Linked DNA regions of Sus scrofa: region 1 is linked to region 2. Evidence: chromatin contacts called from public HiChIP or PLAC-seq data. All regions are on one chromosome and are shown on one strand. Each heading gives the region's core, a stretch centred on a gene start, on an enhancer-like site or on the middle of the called end of the contact. The rest is flanking DNA. Distances are from core to core; before and after follow the strand shown.

Region 1 (5,100 bases), core at 231-2,730, 340 kb after region 2:
GGTAACAGGAAGCTCATGTTCCATGGCTGAGCTAGAGGGCGACCCTGGTCATTATAAGGGTCTGTATTTTGAGCTGAAAATCTGCCTGCTTTTAACATCCACCTTCTCTGCTAGAACGACACATGCCAGGGTTCTTCCTTCCACAAGACAATTCTCCTCACATAACTCCTCTGCCTTGTCTCCACCTGCAGACACCCAGCTTGGATGGTTGACAGAGCCTCGGAGGAGGTGACACCTGGCTCTTGCAACATCGCTGTGTGCTGAACCTGGATCCATCTGCTCAGGTTTGGATTAGTCAACACAAAACACGCTGAGTTTAGATATAGCGGCAGATATAAAAGCAAGTAGTTTGATGTGCCACTCCACATGGCTCTTCAGACTACCCCACGGTAACAGCTAAGCTCCCCAGAGCTGCTCAGTATGTTGTTGTCATGCAAATAATCACACTCGGGATTGCATATGTCTTAATGCCACACATGTAATCTAAAATTCAGACTTAATGAGCTTCTAGCACTGTAAGAAAGTGCAAAATATCCCTTGTCGGGTACGAAATAAATATGTCAGCTGTTACCTGTTAACTGGGATTCTAGATGGAGCTCTCATTAAATCTGTAAATATTTATAACTTAGAGGTAAAGAAAAAAATTGAAGGAGATTAGCTAAGCAAAAATCAGTAGTCAACGCTGAAGGGGTTCATATGTTTTGTTTTGTTTTCTTTTTAGGGCTGCACCTGTGGCATATGGTAAATTCCTAGGCTAGGGATTCAATCAGAGCTGCAGCCACAGCCACCCCAGATCCGAGCCACACCTGCGACCTGTGCCACAGCCTTTGGCAAGGCCTCATCCTGAATCCACTGAGCGAGGCCGGGGATTGAACCCAAATCCTCATGGATACTTAAGCCGCTGAGCCACAACAGGAATTCAGAAGGGGTTAATGTTTTCATCTCAGCCTAAACACAAAGTTTTTCGTCTTGATTGGTAAATCCCATCTGATTACTAGTTTATTTGTTTTGAAGGAAAAAACAAAACTATTTTAAAGTGATAAAAATGATTTCACAGCAGTTTATAAGTGAGAGGGAACAAGAGTCCAAGATTATCCACACACCCCAGGAGTCACAGCTACGGACTCCTTTCTAAGATTTTGACATAAACATATATATTTTTTATGTAATTGCAATATATGAGCCTTTTGCCCCCTGTTAACGTATCATTTGTACTCTTTCATGTTGTTACAAAGTCTTTAGAGTTATAATTTCTAATGGTTACAAAATATTCATTCCATTAAATAAACATTCATTAAAAATAGCCCACTGTGGGAAGCTTAGGCTCTTTCCCTATGTCTCCATAATGAGTCAATGAATTCTTTCCTCCATTTTCATCTTCCTTCTCATGTATCATTTCCTGAAGTTAACTAAATGTGATGATGACTGCCCCATGGATGGTGCAAGATACCGCCACATCGGTTTTTACAAGGGTTGTGCTGCCACTGCTGGCTGGCTTGACAGAATTCACCCCACTGGGCAGCATGACCTCACAGGGCAGTTCCCAAGGGTGGGGAGCCTGGGGGAATTCCCACCTTGCAGCCTGGTAGCTTCTAAGGGGGGAATTTCCCCAGCCACTGTCTATTAGGAGCAAATTAAACACAGGTTTCAGACTATAGGGCGAGAAAGCACCACTGACTTGTTCAGATTCCTGACAGTACAGCCTCCAAAGAGCAACTGCTATTTTGCTTCCCGGTAACTATTTGCATCGAGAAAGCTTATGTTTCTATCATATGTTAACTTGAGATACCAAGTGCCAATCCAACACAGAATGGGGAAAATGGACCATGTAACGTGGGACAAGAAACTGAGAGGACCGAAAGAAGAAAGATATATTTTCCAGATCCAAATAATACATCTGAATCTAATTGTGTTTAAGTTTTTCCTCTGTTCAATTATAGCTTTAGGACAGCCTATCTAAGAGCAGAAAGCATGCTGTACATTTTCAGCTAAGTTTGGTGCCTTTTTGTATTCCTAGTGGAAGCTGGCACTCCCAAAGTCCTTATGTTATTATGCCTTTCCCTTACATCACTAATGACATGTGAAGACAAACATTGAAAAGACTCACTCTGGAGGTCCCTTGTGCCTCAGTGGATTAAAGACCCGGTTCTGTCACTTTTGTGGCTCAGGTTGCTGCTGTGGCGTGGGTTCGATCCCTGGCCCAGGAACTTCTGCATGCCTCAGGTGTGGCCATAAATAAATAAATAAATAAATAAACTTAAAAACAAAAACAAGGAATAAAGACCTTTTCTTGAGGGCATTAGTTTAACTCCCGTTATTCCCCACAATGGAAACTCAACATGCAGCGGATGACAATACGCTTCTCTGCACACTAGGGAACCAGGGACAGAAAGAAGGGCAATCTGTGACTCAGCAGAGGAAGAGGAACATCTCAGCCACAGTGCCCTGTGACAGGGCAGCTGGCGGGGAGTCCCTGCACCCCCAGACAGAGCTTCTGGGAAGCACTTGAGCTTTGGAGGCCTAGGCCTACTCGCGTCTTAAGCAGGGACAGGTGGGCCAGGCTGGGCAGAAAGCACAGGCAAATTTCCTTCTTCACCCACCATTAGGCCCGTGGTCCCTCAGTCTTCCATCACTGGGGTGAAACATATAACGGAGGCCAACGTGACGGTTGAACTCTTCTCACCTTCTAACCACAGACTCACTGACCTCTGTGTGTGAAGAGGAGCAACAAGCTAATGGGATTAATAAAGAGCAAGCATTCCAGGAAAAAACCTCACTTCCACCCTAGAAAATACAATTCCTTCTAGAAAAGGAGGCACCTTGAGAAAGTGGTTTCTTTTTTAAAAACAAGATTCAAGAGGTCACAAAATTGGTGTAACAGAATAGAGCCACAATGAGAAACCAACTAAGTTTTAAGAAAGAGTACTTAGAAACACTTTGTCAAAAACCACAGTGTAGGAGTTCCCGTCGTGGCGCAGTGGTTAACGAATCCGACTAGAAACCATGAGGTTGCGGGTTCGGTCCCTACCCTTGCTCAGTGGGTTAACGATCTGGCGTTGCCGTGAGCTGTGGTGTAGGTTGCAGACACGGCTCGGATCCCGCGTTGCTGTGCCTCTGGCGTAGGCTGGGGGCTACAGCTCCGATTAGACCCCTAGCCTGGGAACCTCCATATGCCGCGGGAGCAGCCCAAGACATAGCAACAACAACAACAACAAAAGACAAAAAGACAAAAAAAAAAAAAAAAAAACAAACACAGTGTAGGGAGCTAAAGATTGGAATCTAAATAAAAGATTTAATTAGAAAACAAATTGGAATAATCTCCTGGAAGTCACAGAAAAAGGTTAAAGAGGACGAAATATGGGAGGGAAAAAAAAAAAAAAAGAAACAGATCTGGATAGAGATCTAGGAAAAGAGAAAAAGCAAGAGTAACTGAAGAGATAATAAATTTTCTTTTTAACAAGAACCAGAATCTCATAATAATCAAAACTTCCAAGATCCAATCCAAAACTAGGCAGCATAAGAAGCACCAGAAAATCTCAAGATGCAAGAGAAAAGGACAATCAGCAAATGCCAATGCTGAGATGACACAGTTGCTGGAATTAACTGACAAAGACTGTAAAGCAGCTGTAATAAAAATGCCTCAACAAGCAAAGGTGAACACTCTTGAAACAATAGACAGTTTCAGTAAACCAACCAACCAGAAAATAAAGAACCAAATGTCAATCACAAAACTGAAAAATATAAGAACTAAATTAGACACACCCACTGGATGGGCTCAGTAGCAGTACAGAAATGACAGAGGAAAGAGGCAGTGAACTGGAAGGCAGGTCAGTAGAAATGATCAAATCTGAACAATTAGGAGAAAAGGCAGGGGATGACCATAGCCTCAGGGATCTACAGGACAATGGCGAAAGGTGAAACATTCATGTATGTCATCAGAGTCCCAGAATGAGAGGAAAAGAGTGTGGGGCAGCAAAAATATTTGAAGAAATATGGCTGAAATTTTCTTAAGTTTTGCAAAAAACATAAACCTATACCTTCAGAAGCTCAGAAAACCCCCTGAAAGATAAACACAGAGAAACCCATTCTTGGACACATCAAACCCAAACAGCTAAACACTAAAAACAAAGGAAAAAAAAAAAAAAACCTTGAAAACGACCTACCACAATGACATATTCCTTCCAGGGGAATAAAGATTGGAAAGAATGTGGATTTCACACCAGAAATCATGGAGCCCAGAAGAAAGGGTAACATTTTTTAAATGCTGAAAACTGTCCACACGGAATTTTATATCCAGCAAAAATATCCTTCAGGAACAAAGGTGAAAGATATTCTCACATGAAGAAGTTAGAAGACAATTTGTCGGCAGAAGGGAAATTGCCCCAGCAGAAAATCTGGAATGTCAGAAACGAAGGAAGAGCAGAGAGAGAACTTCATCTTATTAACAAATGGAGAACAGAATCTTCTCCGATTAAGTTCTCTGTTTGAAAGCAAAACTCATGATGTCTGGTTTTCAATGCACAGAAGTATCTTACATACTTATGAGAAGGAAGGGTAAACGGGCTGGAGAGCTAAGGTTTCTATACCTCATCTGACAAGATAAAATACTGATTCTATGTAGACTGCAGAAAGTTGAGTATAGGTATTGCCACCTCTAGGAACCACAAATACAATCTGTACAAAGATACATAGCAAAAAACACAGCAGAAAAATTAAAACCGGGTTACTCTAAAAGTTCCTCTGTATGATCCCATTTATATGAGAGTCTCCAAAAAACAAAACTACGCTGATGGAGAGCAGCTCGGCTGGTGGTCACCGAGGGCAAAAGAACAGCACGGGGTAGATTTCTGGACCAGTGGAGCTGTTCTGTGTCCTGGGTGTGGTAGTGGTTACCCAAATCTACACGTGTGTTCAAAATCACAGCACTACACAAACACGCATACAGTCAAGTGTTCAGGGAAAAAGAACCCTAGAAGGGAATGTGCTGCAGGAAAGAGGGTGGCGCGTACCATGGCTCTGGGTTGGCAGCTGGGCTTCAGGTGTGGGAGAGACGGGAAGGAGGGCGCCCTGTGTTTGAGCTGCAGGGCTGACCGCGCGCCA
Region 2 (5,873 bases), core at 2,445-4,944:
GGTTAAGGATCCGGCATTGCTGTGAGCTGTGGTGTAGGTCACAGACATGGCTTGGATCCTGCGTGGCTGTGGCTGTGGCCAACAGCTCTAGCTCCGATTTGACCCCAGCCTGGGAACTTCCATATGCCGCAGGTGTGGCCTTAAAAAGCTAAATAAATAAATATATATGTGTGTGTGGTACATATATATTCTTTTTCAATTTTTTTCATTATGGTTAGTTGCAGGATATTGACTATAGTTCCTTGTGCAATACAGTAGGACCCTGTTATTTATCCATCTTTATACAATGGTTTGCCTCTGTTAATCCCAAACTCCCAATCATTCCTTCCCCTACCACCTCGCCTTTGACAACCACAGCTCTGCTCTCTGTATCTTTGAGTCTGTTTTTGTTTTGTAGATATGTTGATTTATATCTTTTTTCTTTTTTCTTTCTTTCTTTTTTTTTTTTTTTTTGTCTTTCTGTCTTTTCTAGTGCCGCACCCTCGGCATGTGGAGGTTCCCCTGGTCTAATTGGAGCTGTAGCCACCAGCCTACGTCAGAGCCACAGCAACACCAGATCTGAGCCATGTCTGCAACCTACACCACAGCTCACAGCAACGCCGGATCCTTAACCCACCGAGCAAGGCCAGGGATCGAACCTGCAACCTCATGGTTCATAGTCAGATTCATTAACCACTGAGCCATGACGGGAACTCTGATTTATATCATGTTTTAAATTTCATATATAAGTGATGCCAAATGATATTTGAACTTCTTTTTCTGTCTCACTTCACTTAGTATGATAATCTCTGGGTCCATCCATGCTGCTGCAAAATGGCGGGGTTATTTCATTCTTTTTCATGGCTGAGTAATATTCCATTGCATTCAAGTATCACATCTTCTTTATCCAGTCCTCTGTTGATGGAAATTTAGGTTCTTCCAGGTCTTGGGTATTGTAATAGTGCTGCAGTGACCATTGGGGTGCATATATCTTTTCAAATTGCAGTTTTGCCTGGCTGTATGCCCAGGAGTGGGATTGCTGGATCCTATGGCAAGTAAATTTTTAGTTTTTTGAGGAACCTCCATAGTGTTTTCCATAGTGGCTGCACCAATTTATATTCCCACCAGCAGTGTAGGAGGGTTCCCTTTCCTCCACACCCTCTCCAGCATGTGTTATTTGTAGACTTTCTAATGATGGATATTCTGTCTGGTGTGAGGTGGTCCCTCATGGTACTTTTGATTTGCATTTCTTTAATAATTAGTGATGTTGAGCATCTTTTCATGTGCCTGTTGGCCATCCGTATGTCTTTGGAGAAATGTCTATTTAGGTCTTCTGCCCATTTTTTGATTGGGTTGTTTGGTTTGTTGTGGTCAAGTTGTATGAGTTGTTTGTATATTTTGGAGATTACACCCCTGTCAGTCTCATTGTTTGCAGTTATTTTCCCCCATTCTGGAGGTTGTCTTTTTGTTTTGTTTATGGTTTCCTTTGCTGTGCAAAAGCCCATAAGTTTGATTAGGTCTCATGTGTTTATTTTTGTTTTTATTTCATTGCATTGGGAGACGGACCTAAGAAAACACTGGTATGATTTCTAGGAGTTCCCGTTGTGGCTCAGTGGTTAACGAATCCGACTAGGAACCATGAGGTTGCGAGTTCGATCCCTGGCCTTGCTCAATGGGTTAAGAATCTGGTGTTGCTGTGAGCTATAGTGTAGGTTGCAGATGCGTCTCGGATCCCGCGTGGCTGTGGTGTAGGCCGGCGGCTACAGCTCCAATTTGACCCCTAGCCTGGGAACCTCCATATGCCGAGGGAGCGTCCCTAGAAAAAGACAGACAGACAGACAGACAGACAGACAGACAGAAGAAAGAAAACACTGGTATGATTTCTATGTTTTGCCTGTGATCTCTTTTAGAAAGTTTATGGTGCTGTATCTTACGCTTTGCAACTTTAAAAAATGTAATTCCAAAACTACTTCAACATACGATCTTTAAAAAGAAAAAAAATACCATACATCCCACAAACTTTTGAAAAACTTCCCCTTTCATTTTCTCTGTTACTACAACTTATAAAGAAAACTACCTACCACACTCTTCTCTATGACATGGATTTAAAAACTTGACATAAGATCAGCACTAATTATACCCAAGCTTGAATTAAAACGGTGATGTGCTCTGACAAGGTAGAGTTTATTCAAGGGATTGCAGATCATGGGTGAGCCTAAAGGGATTCAGACCTAGTCAGTGCCTCCAGCTGGACTGGTTGCCCACACACGTACCTGGTTAAAAGTCGGGGCCCAAAGTTCCCACGGTGGTTCAGTGGGTTAAGAACCTAACTAATGTTCATGCAGATTCAATCCCTGGCCTCCCTCAGTGGGTTAAGGATCTGGCGTGGCTGTGAGCAGTGGTGTAGGTCTCGGAGGTGGCCCGGATCTGGCATGGCTGTGGCTGTGGCTGTGGCGTCGGCCCAGAGCTGCAGCTCCAATTCAGCCCCTAGCCTGGGAACTTCCATATGCCACGGGTGCAGCTCTAACAAAAAGAAAAAGAAAAAAAAGGAGAGAAAAAAGTCAGGGACCTGAGAGGAGGATTCAAGGGTGGGCCTTGGGTTCCAGATAAGGAATGGCCTTTAATGGAAGCTCCAGAAGGTCAACATAGGAGAGGCCTAGGGTCTGACCGATCCATCACCATTCTAGAATTCAGATTGTATGTTTGGAGAGGAGCTGATGGGCCACCCCCACCCCCACCCCGCCCAAGCCCTTAGTGTTGTTACGGGTGGAGTGTGACCTCTGTCCCCGGTCAACCTCACAGGTCAGCATCGGAACCTTCTGGGCAAAGAGCTTCAGGCAGAAGCCATGAGAGACTGTTTCCATCAGGATCTTGGAAATCCAGGGCACAGCAGCGAACAAGCAGGTGAGAGGGGCGGGCGGGGTTGGGGTACACGGGAGCCCCCCGTGCAGGCGGCTTTGCCGGAGGGCTGGAGCAGGAGTCAGGCACTCAGACGTCTCTAGAAGCCGGACAGCCGAGACAGAAGCGGGGAGGTGGTGTTAATTCGTTAGATCACGGCGCTTCGTGGTAGCATCGCCAACGCTCTGTGCCTCCTGAAACAAACGCTATTGCGATTTCACTCCTTTTTTTTGTTTTTTTTTTTTTTTTTCAGTTCAGTAAGGTTTTCTTTCCCTTGCACATGTCTTCTGGTCTTCCTATGAGTTTCGTGGCTGGTGGCATCTCACACGTATCCTTTCAATAGGCCCACTCTGTGGGTTAAACACATAGGCATAGGAGTTCTGTTGTGGTGCAGCGGAAACCAATCCGACTAGGAACCATGAGGTTGCGAGTTCGATCCCTGGCCTTGATCAGTGGGTTAAGGAGCCGGGGTTGCCAAGAGCTGTGGTGTAGGTCGCAGACGTGGCTCGGATCCTGTGTCACTGTGGCTGTGGTATAGACCGGCAGCCGTGGCTCCGACTGGACCCCTAGCCTGGGAACCTCCATATGCTGCGGATGTGGCCCTAAAAAGCAAAAAAAGCAAACAACAGTAAAAACCACGGAGGAATACTCTTCACTTGCACTGAGAAACATGTGCGCTCCCATTTCCCCCAGAACACATTTCCCTCTTGGCCCCTTTTGTTTTTCCACCTTTGCTGGAGGCATGATTACAGGACGTTTCACTTTCACCTCCTTCCACTGTGAGGAAAACAACCTCACAGATAGAAAAAAGGGGAACTGACCCTTGACCCTGAGGCCTGGGAACAATGTGGTAGGGAGACAGTAGCCTGGCGAGGATGCAGATGAGGAGCCCTCTAAAGCACCCCCACCCAGGGGCAGCTTCAGCCCACTGTGACCCTGTGGCAACGCAGGACAGATGTGGTCAGATCGGATCACTGGTGAAGCGAAAGCAAAAATCAGAACTCTTCATCTGAAATCGCCTGATTTTTTTTTTTTCAGAAGTGCTGGGAACGCATTTGAAACAGTATGTTCCCCCCCCTGGCAGGCCACACCAGCTGCGACCTCCTGCCTTTCAGGGTGTGACATCTGGTCCATGTTATAGCCGTGGGGGTTGGACCAGTGAGACCTGAGTTATTCCTGTCAATGGGAGCTCATTTGTTCCCACTGGCTCCAGAGACACAGTTTACACAAGGGGCGGGCTTCAGTGTTAAAGGTTTATTAATATAGTTCATCGTAGGAACAGGACACAGGATGCGCCCTGGTGAACACTCTGGGTGACAGAGAACAGAAAGACCTTGTCGAGATGATAAATGTTTTGGTCTCAGTCCACCCGACAAAGTGATGCCTGCTGATGACCTGGGATGGCTCATAATAGAGCCACCATGCCGATAACATAGTCCTTCATGACAAAGGCCTCCTACGACAACAAGGAGCAAACCAAGGGTGGCACACACGGCAGAGTGTCGACCGTATTCTGAAATTCAAGGGGAAACCCCGAGAAGAAAACCCATCAAGACACAATTGGGGGCGGAAGCGTCAAGCTTATCATTACCAGCTGAAGATATGATTGACTGCCTGGGAAACCCTGGCCAATGGGCAGAGGAATTTTTAGGCCTTAGGAGAGAGCGCAGCAAAGTAGCTGGACTAAAAAAGAAATCTGTGCCTCCGAGTAGTTTCCTCTACACAGCAGGGACCAAAGAGAAGAGAGCTCGTTCATCCAACAACAAAAAGGCCTAAGAAAAGGAAAATCAGGAGACCCGAAGTAGCCAAAACTGTCTTGAAAAAGAAGAGCAAAGTTGGAGGACTCAAGTGCCCTGATTTCCAAACTTACCACAAAGCTACAGACAGATGCGTGGTTGAGAGGCCAGAAATAAACTCTGACATTTGCAATTGATTGTTGGTGAGGGTGTGCCAAGACAGTTCAAAGGGGCAGAGACTTGTTTTTCAAAAATGATGCTAAGAAAATTGGATGCCTGATCCAAAAACAAAAGGGGGGGGAGAAAAAGAAAAGGAGTCCCTACTTCACCCTACACACAAAAATTAACACAAAAGGAATGGAAGACCTAAATGTAAGAGTTAAAACTATACAAGTCTTAGAAGAAACATGGGAGTAGCTCTTCCTGACCTTGGCCCGTGCAGTGGTTGTTAAGATAAGACCTCAGAAGCACCAACAACCAAAGGGGCAGCGGCGGGGAAACAGATGAGGTGGACGTCATAAGAATTGAAAACTTTTGTGCTTCAAGGACACCATCGAGAAACAATAAGTGGAGTTCCCGTCGTGGTGCAGTGGCAAGGAATCCGACTAGGAACCATGAGGTGGCGGGTTTGATCCCTGGCCTCCCTCAGTGGGTTAAAGATCCGGCGTTGCCGTGAGCTGTGGTGTAGGTTGAAGATGCCGCTTGGATCTGGCGTGGCTGTGGTGTAGGTCGGAGGCTACAGCTCCGATTGGACCCCTAGCCTGGGAACCTCCATATGCCGTGGGTGCGGCCCTAAAAAGACAAAAAGAGACAGAAAAAAAGAAACAAAAGGCAACCCGTAGAATGGGAGAAATTTTTGCAAACCATGAATATGAGAAGGGATTTTCATCTAGAATACGTGAAGAACTCCTAGGAGTTCCTGTTGTGGCTCAGCAGTAGCAAATCCAACTAGTATCCAAGAGGATATGGGTTCAACCCCTGACCTCGCTCAGTGGGTTAAGGATCCGCATTGCTATGGCTGTGGTGTAGGCCGGCAGCTGTAGCTCTGATTCAACCCCTAGCTGGGAACGTCCACATGCCGTGGGTGCAGCCCTAAAAAGCAAAAAAAAAAAAAGACTATATTAAGAACTCCTGGAGTTCCTGTCATGGCTCAGTGGTTAACGAATCCAACTAGGAACCATGAGGTTTCAGGTTCGATCCCTGGCCTTGCTCAGTGGGTTCAGGATCCGGTGTTGCCGTGAGCTGTGGTGTAGGTCACAG

What was found. HiChIP or PLAC-seq counts read pairs in DNA pulled down with a chosen protein or histone mark.
Region 1: a contact with region 2 is called in an H3K27ac HiChIP or PLAC-seq map of alveolar macrophages. The contact joins two enhancer-like sites. A contact is called at or near these places in 1 of 5 promoter capture datasets (liver), 1 of 47 Hi-C or Micro-C datasets (embryonic fibroblasts) and 1 of 2 datasets of contacts at active chromatin or transcription factors (alveolar macrophages).

What each region holds. Positions count from the first base shown.
Region 1 is chr12:54,401,316-54,406,415 of Sscrofa11.1, forward strand. The region is part of intron 6 of STX8 (a long non-coding RNA gene); the gene reads right to left. Among named protein-coding and RNA genes, the nearest start is that of STX8, 140 kb to the right of the region's middle. Within about 2 kb of position 1,481, at least 6 of the 83 cell types and tissues checked have an H3K27ac peak or open chromatin away from gene starts, as enhancers often do. A contact at or near this core is called in alveolar macrophages, where this site is marked.
Region 2 is chr12:54,057,792-54,063,664 of Sscrofa11.1, forward strand. LOC106505520 (a long non-coding RNA gene) reads left to right here. Exons shown (of 3, transcript XR_002336843.1): 2 at 2,782-2,883; 3 at 3,131-3,315. Among named protein-coding and RNA genes, the nearest start is that of PIK3R5, 14 kb to the left of the region's middle. Within about 2 kb of position 3,695, at least 1 of the 83 cell types and tissues checked has an H3K27ac peak or open chromatin away from gene starts, as enhancers often do. A contact at or near this core is called in alveolar macrophages, where this site is marked.